2 separate regions of the Zea mays genome follow, and region 2 is linked to region 1. Evidence: chromatin contacts called from public Hi-C data. All regions are on one chromosome and are shown on one strand. Each heading gives the region's core, a stretch centred on a gene start, on an enhancer-like site or on the middle of the called end of the contact. The rest is flanking DNA. Distances are from core to core; before and after follow the strand shown.

Region 1 (7,647 bases), core at 1,766-4,265:
ATTGGCGTCGATGTCGAAGGTGACGGTGATCTGGGGCACGCCGCGGGGAGCAGGAGGGATGCCCGAGAGCTCGAACTTGCCGAGGAGGTTGTTGTCCTTGGTCCTCGCGCGCTCACCCTCGTACACCTGTATCAGGACGCCCGGCTGATTGTCGGAGTACGTCGAGAAGACCTGCTCCTTCTTGGTCGGGATTGTGGTGTTCCTCGGGATAAGCACCGTCATGACGCCACCTGCAGTCTCCAGGCCGAGAGACAGTGGCGTGACGTCGAGTAGGAGCAGGTCCTGCACCTTCTCGTTGCCCTCGCCACTGAGGATGGCGGCCTGTACAGCCGCGCCGTACGCCACAGCCTCGTCGGGGTTGATGCTCTTGCAGAGTTCTTTGCCGTTGAAGAAATCCTGCAGCAGCTGCTGCACCTTGGGAATGCGGGTGGAGCCACCGACGAGCACGACGTCGTGCACGCTGCTCTTGTCCATCTTGGCGTCGCGCAGGCACTTCTCCACAGGTTCCATGCACTTGCGGAACAAGTCCATGTTGAGCTCCTCAAAGCGAGCCCTGGTGATTGTAGAGTAGAAGTCGATGCCCTCGAACAAGGAGTCGATCTCAATGGTCGTCTGGGCGGTCGATGACAGCGTGCGCTTGGCGCGCTCGCACGCCGTGCGCAGCCGGCGCAGTGCACGAGGGTTGCCGCTGATGTCCTTCTTATGCTTGCGCTTGAACTCTTGGACGAAGTGGTTCACCATGCGATTGTCGAAATCCTCGCCTCCAAGGTGAGTGTCACCCGCAGTGGCCTTCACCTCGAAGATGCCCTCCTCGATGGTGAGGAGCGACACGTCAAACGTGCCACCACCAAGGTCGAAGATGAGCACGTTCTTCTCGCCAGAGCTGCTCGCCTTCTTGTCAAGACCGTAGGCAATAGCAGCAGCAGTGGGCTCGTTGATGATACGCATCACATTGAGGCCCGCAATGACACCGGCGTCCTTGGTGGCTTGCCTCTGCGAGTCGTTGAAGTAGGCCGGCACTGTCACCACTGCATTCTTGATAGTAGAGCCGAGGTAGGCTTCAGCAATCTCCTTCATCTTGATGAGCACCATGGAGGAGATCTCTTCAGCAGCGAACTGCTTCTCCTCACCCTTGTAGGAGACTACAATCATAGGCTTGTCACCAGGGCCAGGGATGACCTTGAACGGCCATAGCTTCATGTCACTCTGCACTGACGGGTCAGAGAACCTCCTGCCGATCAACCGCTTGGCATCTGCAGTACAATGAAATGAACAAAGATGTGTGAGTAACAGCGGTCAGCACTAGGTAGAAGGCATAGAGCAAGATACTTATTGTGGGCATTATAGCAAAAAATAGGGGGAGCTACAATATGTAAAAACAAGCACGTATCAATAAACCCAATTTTCCTGTTTATGTTTATCGGTGAGCCCGGATATTTTTTCTTTGTCAGCCGAAATTTTCAAATTTTTTGAATTGGCACTGTCAAATGTTTAAATTAGAAGTCAGTTGGTCTATATGTCTTCTTATGCTCTCCTAGTATACTAAAACCCTAAATTTTTTCTCTATACTTAATTGGTTGTGTCTAAATATAATCTAGATGATATTTAAACAAACTGAGTCATTTTCTTTAAATTTAAATTTGTAACGAAAAAATTTGCCACCAATAGGTCTGATAATCCTGTTTATCGCCAACCTCCCATACAATATTGATAAAATGAACCCTGATGCCAATACGTTATCAGTTGGCACATACTAAAAGAAGGCAAGCAGAGCAAAAAGGAAACTCTTTCTTCTTTATTTTATCACAAAAAATGAGCAGGGCAATGCATCAAAATACTATCAGATACTTATTATCACAACAAATGAGCAGCGCAATGCATCAAATGCTGTCAGTTATATTTCTTCGGACAACAAGAATTTACAACAAGGGCACACTTAGTTTTGCAACAGCCAACGAGCAGAGATAACCATCAAAATCATGTCAGTTATTAGATGTATTTATTCAGACAGTAACAATTTAATAGCAAACAAACACGAAGGAGAAATTAGGAGTATCTAATTTTGACACATAGTAAGCTACGCAGACTAACCAACTATACTATCCACCTATAGTATGCATCCCTATCGCGAATTTAACAGCAAACTTCTGAATAAGCGTCCTATAACAACAACAGGAGCATAAGTACCACTAAGACCAAATTATATTTACCAACAAGACCAAATTACACGCTGCTCATATTTTTTGAGTAGATTCCATCTTTGAGTACATGTTCCTTTGTCTGTTACTACAGAGCACGGTAATTATTCAGCATATAGAGAGCACGATTTCAGAATTTAAACTGTACATCCATTGATCCAACTTAAGCACTCGCGCATACTAGAGGCTCTAAGCATTGAGAGAAACATGGCAGTTCGCGCATACTAGAGGCTCTAAGCATTGAGAGAAACATGGCAGTGGCACCAGCAAGTCAGAGCTAGGAGTGAGCACGTACCGAAGACGGTGTTGGTGGGGTTCATGGCCACCTGGTTCTTGGCGGCGTCGCCGATGAGCCGCTCGGTGTCGGTGAAGGCGACATAGGACGGCGTGGTGCGGTTGCCCTGGTCGTTGGCGATGATCTCCACCCGGTCGTGCTGCCACACGCCGACGCACGAGTAGGTGGTGCCGAGATCGATCCCGATCGCCGGACCCTCGCCCTTCGCCATTGCCACCAGCTAGAGAATCGCTCTCCCGAACGAAAGAAGGAATCTAAAAGAAGTAGCAGAGCAACTCGAGATCTAGAGAAATGGAGGGAAATTGGATTGCGTGCTTTGCTTTTGCAATGATAGTTGAAGTTGAGGAAGGGAGGAGGCAGCGCGTGGGTTTTTATCGTGGTGTGGACGTGGTTTCGGGAACGTTCGAGCGCGGCGGAGACCTACCGTTGAATTCAGATCGGAGGGGCGTTCCGGAAGGGTCTGGATGGTGCGGTTCGGGAGACAGGCTAATAGCGGCGTGACAAGTGGGAACACGTTGGCCCCGGCTGGGGCGCCTCGGCGCGGACACCTGGGGCTGGGTAGAGATGTCCAAACGGGCCGCCTGGCCCGGTCCGCCAGGCACGATTAAAAAACCGGGCCGGGCCGGCTAAGCACGCGGGCTCAATTTCTTGTCTGAGCCCGGCCCGAACGGGCCTAAACGTGCCGGGTCGGCCCGTTTAGCACGAAAAAAGCGGGCCGAAAAGCGGGCTATGCGGGCCGAAAAACACGTTTTAGTGTAAAAAAAGCGGGCTTAACGGGCTTAGAGCTAAACGGGCCGTGCCGGGCTAGCCCACCGTGCCTAATTTCCTATCCGAGCCCGGCCCGCTTATTCGTGTCGGGCCGGCCCGGGCCCACATATAACCGGGCTGTGCCGGGCTCGCGGGCCTCGTGCTTATTGGACATCTATAGGCCTGGGAGCCGCTCCGGGCTTTGCCTCTTTGGGCGCGTGATAGAATTCCTGGTGGCTTCCAGGCTTCCACTGTGTTCTACTGTTCTAGGCGATGGCTCGACGCCAGAAAATTTATGACATAGTTTAAAATAAATTAGGCTTCCACAGTTAGACCTTGTTCGGTTATTCCCAATACACATGAATTGGATGAGATTGCAAAATTTTTTTAAGAAGTTTGACTTGTTTGGGATTAAAATCCATCCAATCTCACTTAATCCACATGGATTGAGAGCTAACGAACAAGCTCTTAGGCTTCCAGGCTTCCACAGTCAGACTTCCACTGTGGTCGAGATCTGGCGCCGATGGCGGAGAACGCCAGAAAATTTAGGTGTTATTAACGCAACAAAGACTAAAAATTTATGACATAGTTTAAAATAACTTGTAGCTATAAAATAAGTAATAGATGTTGAAAAATATCTTATTTAATAGTAATCTTGGTTACAATCTATTTACAACCAAATGCCATATAACGAATAAAATATGGGAAAAAAAGAAAAAAATGAGTTATCAATGGCAAATTGAAGTAAAAATTGTTGAACAAGTGAAATAAGAATATACCTTTAGTTGAGTCTAGTTGTAGGAGATCTGGACAATTGCATTTGTCTAGTTTTTTTTATTTTGAAATGTCTTCTTGATTTTCTGAAGGTCGAGTCATTTAAAAATTTCTCTTTCAATGTAGCACACCATCAAGTCATTTAACCAACCATCGGACATCTTGTTGCGCAACTTAGTCTTAATAATCTTCATAGCCGAGGAGACCCTTTCCACTGTTGCAGTCGCCACCGGTAGCAACAATGCTAACTCAATAAGTCGATATACCAGTGAAAACACAATATGCCTCTCAAGCTGAACCGTTGTCTTTGATAGACTAGCAAGATCACAACAAGTTTTGAACTCTTCAATTCTTTGTACATGAATAATAAAAGTTTTTAGCTAATCTCTTATAGTCTTGCAATCATCAAAAGAAAAATCATCATAATAAATATCCGCGAGCCGAGCAAGCTTATCCACATTAAACTTAGAGAACGAATCTCTTGGGTCAAGACAAGAAAAACACACAAGCAACTCTTGAGATAGCTCATTAAAGCGATGATCAAACTCTGTGGTGATAGAAGCGATGCTATTGCTAGGTGGCAGAGAGGCAACACAAGATGCAGTTCGAGGAAATGACTGAGAAGAAGAAATGAGCAATTGTTTTTGAACCGACCGATAAAGAAACTATGTTTTAGGGGACGCCGCTGAATCTGGCACTCATATCACTGATATCGGGGACCGAATTTAGGGAGACATTGCTAGAGATGATAAAAATATAGATGCTAGAATCTTTTAAAGTATGTTATAATGGACAGAGAATATTATTTTAAAGGATAAAATTTAGGCGACATTGTTATAGACAGTTGTAGAGAGTGTTTGAATCATTAGAGCTAACAGTTAGTTGGTTAAAAAGTTACTAGTGGAATTAGATAACTAACTATTTATTAATTTGCTAAAAGTAGCTAATAGCTAAAATATTAATTATATTGTTTACATGTTTTCAGCTAATTTTAGCAGCTAACTATTAACTCTAGTCAATTCACACACCCTTAGAACTTAACATAACTTTAAATTGCAAATATGGTACATACGAAATACTGAAAACCTGGTACATTTGAACATGACAAGTCCTTTATTGGCCTTTTAGACGATGTTCCAACATTCTAGCATTTGATAGGGTCTGGTTACATATAAGGAGGAGTTTATTGGCTATCATAAAAGGGTGAGGAGTTCCATTGTCTCCAAATGACTCCTCTTCCATACTACCTGAATTTCCTAGCTGTCATCCGCACGGATGCTTTCTTGGCGAGGTTGCCTTTTAAATTCGCGTAGTTGTTGCTCCGACTGAGGAACCGCCTTTGGGAATTCTCACTCTCCACCATCATCTTCCTGAGGCATTTTTTATTTGTGACACCATCCGAAAGATTGTTCATTGTTTGCACCATAGGAACTTGTGCAATTTGGTTGTGAACATCACCCCCTGCGCCTCCATGGTACTGTATATGTGCCTCTGTTCATCTCCTTTGCTTCCATGATTTTCGTCTTTCCTTCAAGATGGTGCATCACTTCTCTCACTCTGGTAAGTAAATGGAACATTCTTACGCCCCTCTCCACTGATTGACACCCACTTCCTATCGCCCATGAATTTGCTAGAAACCCACCTTAGAGATTTATCAAATGGCGCCAGCTCGTCCTTAACGAATTTCATAGAACAACTTTTCTGAGTGTGTCCGATCAGACCGCACATATAACAAAAATCCGATAAGTATTCATAGCAAATCGGACACCACTTCTCCTTTCCATCTGCTTCCAACTGCATCGTGACTCCCCTCATCAAAGGCTTCTAAATGTGAAGCATGATCTTAATTCGAAGGAAGTTGCCTATCAACATCCCACCATTGTCTTCCTAAACCTCCAAGAAGACTCCCACCTCATTGCCAATAGCCTCTACAGCTTCTTTAGTGAACAATCCAATCGGAAGTTTTCTGACGTGGATCTAGATCAGGACTACATTGAACTCAACCTTGTCAATAGACTCTGTGTCATCCATATCAGCCATCACCAACGGTTCATTTGAAAAGCTCTAGGGTCTTTCCTCCAATGCCTTCCGCTTTCACGTCGCTTGGTTGAAGGTGAATAGGAATTTATTATGTCCCAAACTTTTGCATTCAGTTCCTCGGATCGGACACCAAACTGTTTCCAAAGCACGTTCAATTGCATCCAGATGAGCCAATTTCTCCGAAAGTAATTTACCCAGCGCCTGATGAACAACTGTGTTCGATCTTTTCATCCCTCCAATCTGCACCAGACTTCTTTCCGCCTCTGACAGTTGCATCTGCTGCAAGAGCCCTTCCACCGCCTTCACACTTCTCACGTCCATCACAGCACCCAAACCAACGAACTAAAGGCCAGAGCCAAGAACAAAGGTTAGCAGACTGGATCAAGAAAGAATCGAAACAGAAGTATTATTGATTGTCTTCTTAAGGAGACTTTTATCGCAGCGTTGTTCTACTGAAGTTATACCTATAAAAAACTGTCTTTCGGTAAAAAATTTCGCCCACAGTTACAATCGATGTCTTGAGGCCGCGGACTAAATTACTATTGACTGCAATGCCTTTTGAATTGATAGGAAAATTGCGAGACGATTCGACATGTTCTATATGGTGAATGATAGTGACACGGCTTCAGGGCTTCAGGGTGTGCTTGGCTCATTGGCTGAACAAAGAGCATGCCTTCCCAATTCCCAACAGAAGGGCAAACAAATAGGCTTGTTCAGGGCTTTAGGAGGTTCTTGGGCTCTTGGCTGAACAAACAGCCTACCTTTCCAACGGAAGGGCAAACAAATAGGTTGTTCGTTTTTTTAGCAATGTGATTTGAGGTGGCAATGGATCACCATTTAAATATTTCTTCAAGATTAGTAAATCAATTATACCCTTAATTAATTTTAGTTCAAAAATAAATAAAAATATAGTTTAACCCTAATATGATCTGATTCTTAAATTTTGTAGTATAAAATTTAGAGTCCATTACCATTACTAAATGTGATCTATTACCTTCTCTTAGTCTTCGTTTGGTTTGATGGACTAAATATTAGTCTCTCCATTTTAGTCTCATTTAGTCTCTAAATTGCAAAACTGTGGAACTAAACTGTGTCTCTAGTCCCTCAAAAGATAACTAAAAGAAACTAAATCATATTAATTCCACGTTTTACCCCTTCTTTATTTCAATTACACTAATGACAGGGAGAATGTTAAATAGTTTTTTGGTCCCCTTATAATTCATTTAATACATTCTGAATATTTTATCGCTAGAACCAAATAGGGTAGTGACTAAACTTTATTCCCCTAACTATACTTTAGTCCTTGAACTAAAAGAACCAAACATTCCCTCGCTGCTCACTTTTTTTTTGTTTCGGTTTAGAAATAGAATAAGTTGGCCTGTCATTATATCATTCTTCACAAACTAATGAGGAAAGAAGCCACTTTTTTGTTTTTTTAAGACAGAATAAGTTGATCTATCATTAAATCATTCTTCACAAGCTATAATGAAGAACGAAGTCACCAAATTTGAATGAATTATGATGCACCATTGATCTACAAGATCAAGCACGCACAAGTTTATATTCTAAAGCATGCTAATTGCTAACCAACAC
Region 2 (7,647 bases), core at 3,254-5,753, 590 kb after region 1:
GTCCCACGAGAAATAGCATGCTAGGACCGAACTGATGCAGCAGGCGGAAGGACACGGCTTCGTAATCGTAACTGAAACAATTTTACTTGTAGCCGCAGAAAGCTTCTTCTGAGACCTGATGCTCATCTCGTCAGTCGTCGCAGCAAACCAGTTGGGTACATGCGATGAGACTGAACGTAAAGGAGTGCTTGCTCTCTGCGATGGTGTCCTTGTAGCATCATGGACTACAGAATCTGATTCCTCCTCCACCACCACCACGACGACGACCTATTTTATACTGGTCTTCAGCTCATTAGTCTAGGTTTGTTTCGTTATCTTTTTGCATGGAGAGACCGATGATTGAGGTATGTATTTCTGTAAGATAAATTCATATCTTGCTTCAAAAAGTCAAAACTTTTTAAAATTTGCCAGTACGTCGAAAATAGTTTTGATATTTATGTCTTTGAATTGTTCTTTTATATATATTTTGTCACTTTTTTTTAAAAAAAGGCTAGCTCTTTTCAGAAGCAAGACGTGCTCTTGTTTTGAGACGGTAAGTGCAGCTTAAACTAGACTGCCTTTGACCATCCCATTATTGCACATTTGGGATTTCACATTTTCAAGTAGTGATGCCACGAGCGTGTGCGGGTGGAGCTGCCTCATATGTCACATGGATGTTCTGTGCCTATAGTTGTATTGAGTTGCTTGCATAAAAAATGTCCTATGTCGTATGGTGGATGCACACATCCAAGTTGAGATTTCTATTTAACGGTGTTTTAGAAACCGGAGTCCTAACCAAGTTCTAACCAACTAGTAAATTTATGTTGCGTGTCCTTGGTTTATCCTGGTCCGAAGACACAAAATTTATTTTAGTTCGGACAAAAGAAGACCTTACATTTAGCGGGAAGGGGAGGCTTGTATTATTTTGCACCTAAGTGCTCGTAGTACAAGGCCTCGGGCTCCTTTTATAGTCGCAAGGAGGAGACCAAAGAGTACAAGGGTTAGTGTACGGTTGTTGTGGTCAGAGGAGATGTGTCCGAGCCCTGTAGTGGCATGGCCAGCGGGATGACTCTCGTCCTTGTGTTCGAGCCCTGTAGCGGTGTGGCAGGCAGGATGGCCCTCATCCTTGTGTTGTCTTTTGGTCAGGAGAAGGATACCCGTAGCCTATTCTCTTGATGGGGTAGGGAGCCGTGGCTGGGCTCGGGAGCACGGACATGTGTCCGAGCCTTAGCCTGTACAGGGGTGAGGAAGTGTCGAGTTGGAGTAGTTGAAACAGTGCTTGACATGGTCTTCTGCGAGATTCGCGGGAGAGTATGTGGCATTTAATGCGCGTCTGCCGGGACAGTTGGTCGAGGTTGTGCTCGGGCAAGGCAGAGATTTCTCCCGAGGCCAAGGTCGGGATCAGACGCTATATGTAGTCACGCTCGGAGTGGTTGAAACAGTGGTCGGAGTAAGGGAATAGTGCATGTATTCGCGCCCTACGCATCGTCGTGGGCACTAAAGGTAAATTAGACCATAGTTGTGTTGTCCTTGTTGCCTTTGGCACCCTCAGCGGGGCATGTGAATGTACAGAAGCACGTTCTGGGGTCGAAAGTGATTGGCCGAGGCGGGTAGCTCCCGGAGTGTCATCCGAAACGCCCTTAGGTGAATCTAAAATACGCTTCTCGCCCGAGGCTGGTCTAGGACGAGTCGCGACTACGTCTCCCGCACGTGGTTGACCTCGAGCGAGACGTGACTCAATCTCCCGCTCGGGGTTGGCATCGAGCAAGTTGTGACTTGGGTCTCCCGCTCGAGGTTGGTCTCGGGCAAGTCATGGCTTGGGGTTGACCTCGAGCGAGTCGTGACATAGGTCACTCGCTCGAGGTTGGCCTCGAGCGAGTCATGACTTGGTAAGGTCGGAAGCGTGTTTTGTTTATGATCTCTTCTTACTCAAGTGTCTAAGCACTAAAGGGTTGTGATCTGGGTACGCCGAATTATGGTATCCGACACTATTATTGATGCATCACATCTGAAAACGAAACTGCATAGGCCCCTGCATCTGTTCATGTAAGCAACTAAACCTCTTCACAGATCATCATCTCGTCTGTAGCTACTACAAAGTCACTTCAGCTGAAACCTTTCTAATTTTCAGTCTAACGTAATCCATTTTCGCCCAGGATATTCGTTGTACATAGCACTCCAAAACCGAGAGGGGGAAAGGTACACCGTCCTCCTAGGACTTGGGAAAAGGCACTTATTAGCTGAATGTTTTGTACGGGAAGGAAAATGTCTGGTCCACCCCATTTCTGCTGCCGTGTGTGTGTGTGTGTGTGTGTGTGATCTGTGATACTAGCATGAAACCCCCGTGCCGTCAGTAGCTAGCTTGCTTGCTTGGAGTAGCGTGCCTGAAACATGGCTCGATCGGCGGCGGGTAGCTGAAAACGACGTACGCGTACAGCCCGGGGGGAAAGCACGGCCAAAACGACGGAAGAGCAGTAGAGTAGACCACGCAGCCAGAGCACGGCCGGTGGCCAGCAGCAGACAACGATGCGAGCACGTCAGCTCTACCAGCCCCCGTGCCCGACACTCGACTTGGTTCCAAACTCCCGAAGCACAAAAGCCGGGCTCGATTCTTGTGGACGCGTACAGCGAGTGGCATGCATACCGGCCTGTGTAGCGGTCACAAGTACGTGTGCACGTGCCTAGCTACATGTCAACATGACAGGAGTGAGCCCGGCCGAGCCTCTTGGACCGGCTGTGTACTGCGTGCGCTGTTGCAGGCTGCTCCGACCAAACAAGACGTCACGCGCACGCCTGGGAATTTGCCAGCCACCGTAGACGTCCTGCTCAGAAGCGCCCGGCGCCAAAAGGAGGGTGGCTGGGCCTGGGGGAGGAAGAAATCTCGCGTGCTTTGTTGGCCTTGGCCCCGGCGCCCGGCCGTCCTGTCTGTTCGACGGATCGCCAGAGCAGAGCACGTACGTACGTCGAGACGCGAGACCGACCACCGGGACAAGAACGGCCTCTTTCTTCTGACAGTAACCACCACCACCTCCACCAGTCGTGTCGTGTCCTTCAAACACGCTAAGCCGGGTGAATATTCGCCCGGCCGCCACGTGTGCAGGGCCCACACGCATGCAGCGCAACACCGTCCGTCGCTCCCTCCCCCTGCTCGCGGTACGGCGGCGCCTGTAGATCGAGAATCTTCGATCGTCCTGAGATCTGGATCATACTAGGTTTAATCAATCTGTCTACCCATAATACACATGGTCATGCAGCCTCCTACACACATAATCACACTGGCGACCGATGCTGATATATATATAGTCTATAGATAGCTAGAGAGAGCAGCTCTCTCTCTCGATCGATAGATGTACCGTACCTCCTGCATCGACCACATTCGATCGTAGCCACAGGAGCGGCACGGCTGATCGAGCGAGCGAGAGCTCTAGTCGTTGTCCTTGTCTGATCTCTTGGAAGAAGCGGAAGGATCCTTCCGGCTGTTCTCCTTCGCCATGACGCGCCGTTCCTGTCCATCAGACGGCGGGTCCTTCCTCTTCTCCTTCTTCTCCACGACGCGCTGTTCCTGTCCATCAGCCGACGCCGACGCCGATGGTGGGTCCTGCTTCCTCTTCTCCTTCTCCACGACGACGCGATTATGTTCCTGTACTCCATCAGATGGTGGGTGCTTCTTCTGCTCCAGCGCCGGCTCTTGTGAGCAGCAGCTCTGTTGGACTTGGAGACGCGGAGGAGGATGGTGACCAGCAGCCGCCGCTTCCTGCAGGTTCCTGGGGCCTCCTCCTCCTCCTCCCCGATCCTTCTTGTACGTCTCGAAGAACTCCCTGTTCTCCTTCTCTAGCTCCTTCCACACTGGCAGCGTATACATATATATAATGCCAAGAAGAAATCGTCAATGACACGTACGGCCGGCTGCTGGTAGGTTTTGGCGTCAACGCTAGCTAGCTATACTCTTGAATCTTGGTTAATCGCTTGCAAGAATAATGCCGAAGTGGAAACACGAGAGTAGAACAAGAATAGCCATCGAGAAGAAGAAGAAGAAAACGACGACGACGTACCGGTGGACGTGACGACGGGCATGATCTTGGCGTGCTTCTCCAACGTCTCCATGCACTCCTCCTTGTTCAGCTTGTAGCAGATGCACTTCTCGATCAGATGCTGCACCTGGATATCAGACATGCGTGCGCAATAATACGCACAGAACCTAGCTTGCATCAATCACCACCACCTTGCGTGCACGCCAGCACAAGAGGCAATCGAACCGTACTCTCAATGCACGGGCCGGGCGCGGAAGATAGTCCGCGCACGCGCGCGCGCGGCAGAACTTACCAGTCTGATGTACGAAGCCGCCGGAGACGAGGAGGCGTCGTCGTCCATGGCCGCCGCCGGCCGAGCTGCGAGAAACAACCGGCCGCCGGGGGGCCCCGCTGTCGTCTACGACACGGATCGGGGATCGAAGCGCTAGCTAGCTTCTCTGACGGATGCTGCCGCGGGACGTGTGCTGGAGGAGGTAGAGCTCGGCGATCGCGGGGGACGGGGATGGATGGAGAGCGCGGGCGGCGGGTAGCGCCGGCGGGGCGGTAGAAATAGAGGCGCGGGAGGAGAGGGAGACATGGCGCGATCGGGCGCATGCGCATGCCAGGCAGGGAGGGAGGGCGGCGTGGGGTCGAGCCGGTCACGTGGGTGCCGCCTCCCCATTCGCGGAGAGGCGCGGGAGGGGATTCTTGCGGGCCCACGCCTCGCCTCGCCTTACCCTTTTCGTTTGTGGTGAAACTTGGTTGCCAACCCTCCGCCGTTCCTTTCAGCCGATCGGCGGAGGCGCGTCCACTTGAGGACCGTCGGATCATTCACCGCGCCGGCGGTTGTCTTGGCTGGCTCGCCCTCGCACTAGGCGACAAGATAATTTGACCGTGCCCTGCGTGGCGAACATGTGGAAACAAAAAAGCGCGTGTCCTGTTTGAATTTGAAAATGGTTCGCAGTGCTGCAGGCTGTCCTACGTTCCGGATAGAGGGCGAACACATTCGCTGCTGTTCATACTGTTGTCTCGGGTGCTCACTACTGCTAGTGCTCCATCATACGGAGCCTTGGCCGCTCCTGGAATATGGGAGCCGCGGCCGGGTGGCACGGCTTTCTTTCGCCACTGGCTGCATAGCCCACCCACTCTCATCACATCTCCCGCCACGCGGCGCCTCCCCTTTGGCGGGCGAAATTGCGTCCGTACAGATAATTGGACGACTGACCCACACCGGGTACAGTACGACGGCCGTCAGATCCCATCCATCCGCCGGGAGGGAGACCAAACGGTATAAACCACCTAGCCCTCTTTCTCGCTTAGGTACTGTTACGTGCAATCATGCGACCCGAGACGAGACACGGAAGGCGGGAACCGAAAAGGCGTCATCCATGTTTCTATTCCATGCACGCCACGCACGCCACAGAAAAAATGCGCCCGGGAGAACAAGAAAAGGCAGAGGCCAAGGGACCGGTCACCTACTACAGTGCGCGCGTGAGATATTTCGAGTCCCCCCCCCCCCCTATCCACCGCGATCACAGGCCCGTCCGATCTCGTCCTCGAGTTCCGGGCGCCGCGACGTACACGTAGAAACAAAAGGCGGCCGAGAGCGATCGCCGAGCGGCGAGGTGCGATGCACCCAGTACGAAAAGCCTTTTGAGGTCTCGGTACTTGGTGGTGTCAAGCTCCGACGGCCCCAGCTTGACGGTCCTGCCGTCGCCGCCGCCGCTTCTTCTTCTTCTTGGAGAACACGAAGCTAAAAGCTAGCTAGCAGGCCCGTTACGTACTACGGCTACGTGCGATCGGAATCATGGCTGCCGCTAAAACCGGCTGACCCATGCGATGCGATGCGATGCGCGCGCGTTATCTGGCGAGAGCATGCGGCTGTGATGCGGGCCGGGCCCGGCCGGGCGTGTCGTGTTGCTGGCGAATTGGTGTCAGCGCGTGCGTCATTTCCCGCGGCTTCCCTGGCGCCGGCCCGCCCCCAGCCCCCCACCCCACGTCGTCGTTGTCGCCCGATCCGCGCACTGCACCGGAATGATGGGGGCGCGGATCGGCCGGAGGAAGGAAACGCGTGAGGCGGGCGGCGGTGCCGTGCGAGTCAGTCCCCCCGCCCCCCCGAGTTCTCTCTGGCTTTTCGCCGCGCGCGCAAAAACTCCACGGCCACCGGTGGTGCTGAATTGCTGATGCCGTGGACTAAGTCTAAACCGCATTGTGCATGTGCTGCTTTTTCTCCGATCCGCCGGTGGCTGCAGCTCGTCGCGGCGAGGATGAGATAGCTCGGCTAGGGTAACTAACGGGTGACTCCCGGGAGGGGAGGGAAGGAGAACCGAGAGCAGCCTCCAGGCCGGGCACGGGATGCAGCAGCAGCAGCGTTTCGCTGTCTGGACACGGACGTTTCGGTGCCAATCATGGCACAGAAGAAAAAAAAAAGACCCGGCTCGGCCCGGCACGGTGGAAGTGGAACACCCGCGGTACTAGATGACAGTTGCAGCGCGCTGCTTCGCCGTCGCCGGCGGTCTCTAACGTTGACAGGATCGATGCTCCGCAGACGCTTCGCGTTGCCGCAGGAAATCACGAAAACGATGGCCGGATGGAATCAGAGCGATACCAGCAGGGGGAGGAAAAAAAAAGAAGACACTCTGTAAAGAAATATAGGCTGTGTTTTTTAGGACAATTCACGCACCAGTGGTCAATCTAATCAGTGAACAGTATGTGGACAAGCAAGCCATAAGCAGGCACTACAAAAAAAATAATCTCTCCCAAACGTGCTCTCCAAGACTGAATAGACTATAAGAACATGTGGAGCAGATCGATGCAGTACAGCATGGCTTTGAGCTGGCAACTACATTTTCTTCGAGCTTTCAACAACAGGAAAAATCTAGGTGATGTATCTGTCCTGTTGCTCCTGGGCCAGACGAGCCGAGGATTGGGCATCCGAACAGAGACCTCTAGCTTCCTCAAGATCAGCCTCATAGAGAACATAAGCTCAGAGATGCAAATACTTGCAGGTAGTGAAAGCTCGGTAGATATACCTTGCAGATCTTTTCCCTTTACTAGTTAGTCTTTGCAACCAAGTTGGCAGGGTGACAGTAACTGAATAGCATGTCTGCAAAGAGGGAGAAAAAAAAGATCTGTTATCATCATTTCTCACTTGCTATGAAGGGAGGAGGAGGAGGAGGAGGAGGAGGAGGAGGAGAAATCAGCTTGTGATACCGAACGCCACAGTGAGATCGATTCTGAAAATGAAGGAAATCATGCACGCCACAGATCAGACCAACGAGATACATGCCTAACTTCCAAGGACCTGAGTCTTCTAACTCATATTTGAAAACTAATCCAAGGTATTCGTGGAAATTACCAAATAACAACACACACACACAAATCAAACCTCAAAGATTATCTGCTGTACGATCTCGCCTAAATAGGCAAGACTTTCTTCATCTACATCGATCTCTTCCACTTGTGCTCGGATTGCCAATATCTGTGAAGGGCAATGAGCAAAGACCAATGCAAATTCTGGACATGAAAAATCTTACGGGGTGTTTGGATCCCTTCATTTTAAAAGAATTGGAATTCACTCAATAAAGTAACTTATTTAGTTTGGAATTTGACATTCGACTACTTTTCAAAGTTCAGATATTAGTCTATCTCAAATTCA

The links. Hi-C and Micro-C count contacts between places; a contact is called where the count stands out from the background.
Region 2: a Hi-C map of leaf mesophyll shows a contact between it and region 1, with 2.1 times the contacts expected there. The contact joins the promoter of LOC100275821 here to the promoter of LOC103651028 in region 1. A contact is called at or near these places in 2 of 25 Hi-C or Micro-C datasets (ear and leaf mesophyll).

The regions. Positions count from the first base shown.
Region 1 is chr3:186,199,621-186,207,267 of Zm-B73-REFERENCE-NAM-5.0, forward strand. LOC103651028 (heat shock 70 kDa protein-like) reads right to left here and starts at 3,016. Exons shown (of 2, transcript XM_008676621.2): 1 at 2,494-3,016; 2 at 1-1,253. The coding sequence starts at 2,704.
Region 2 is chr3:186,792,607-186,800,253 of Zm-B73-REFERENCE-NAM-5.0, forward strand. It overlaps LOC100275821 (plant-specific domain TIGR01589 family protein expressed), which reads right to left and starts at 4,504. Exons shown (of 4, transcript NR_175400.1): 1 at 4,303-4,504; 2 at 4,032-4,137; 3 at 3,338-3,825; 4 at 2,581-3,177. It overlaps LOC103651034 (metal tolerance protein 5), which reads left to right. Exons shown (of 6, transcript XM_035966385.1): 6 at 1-437. The coding sequence ends at 16.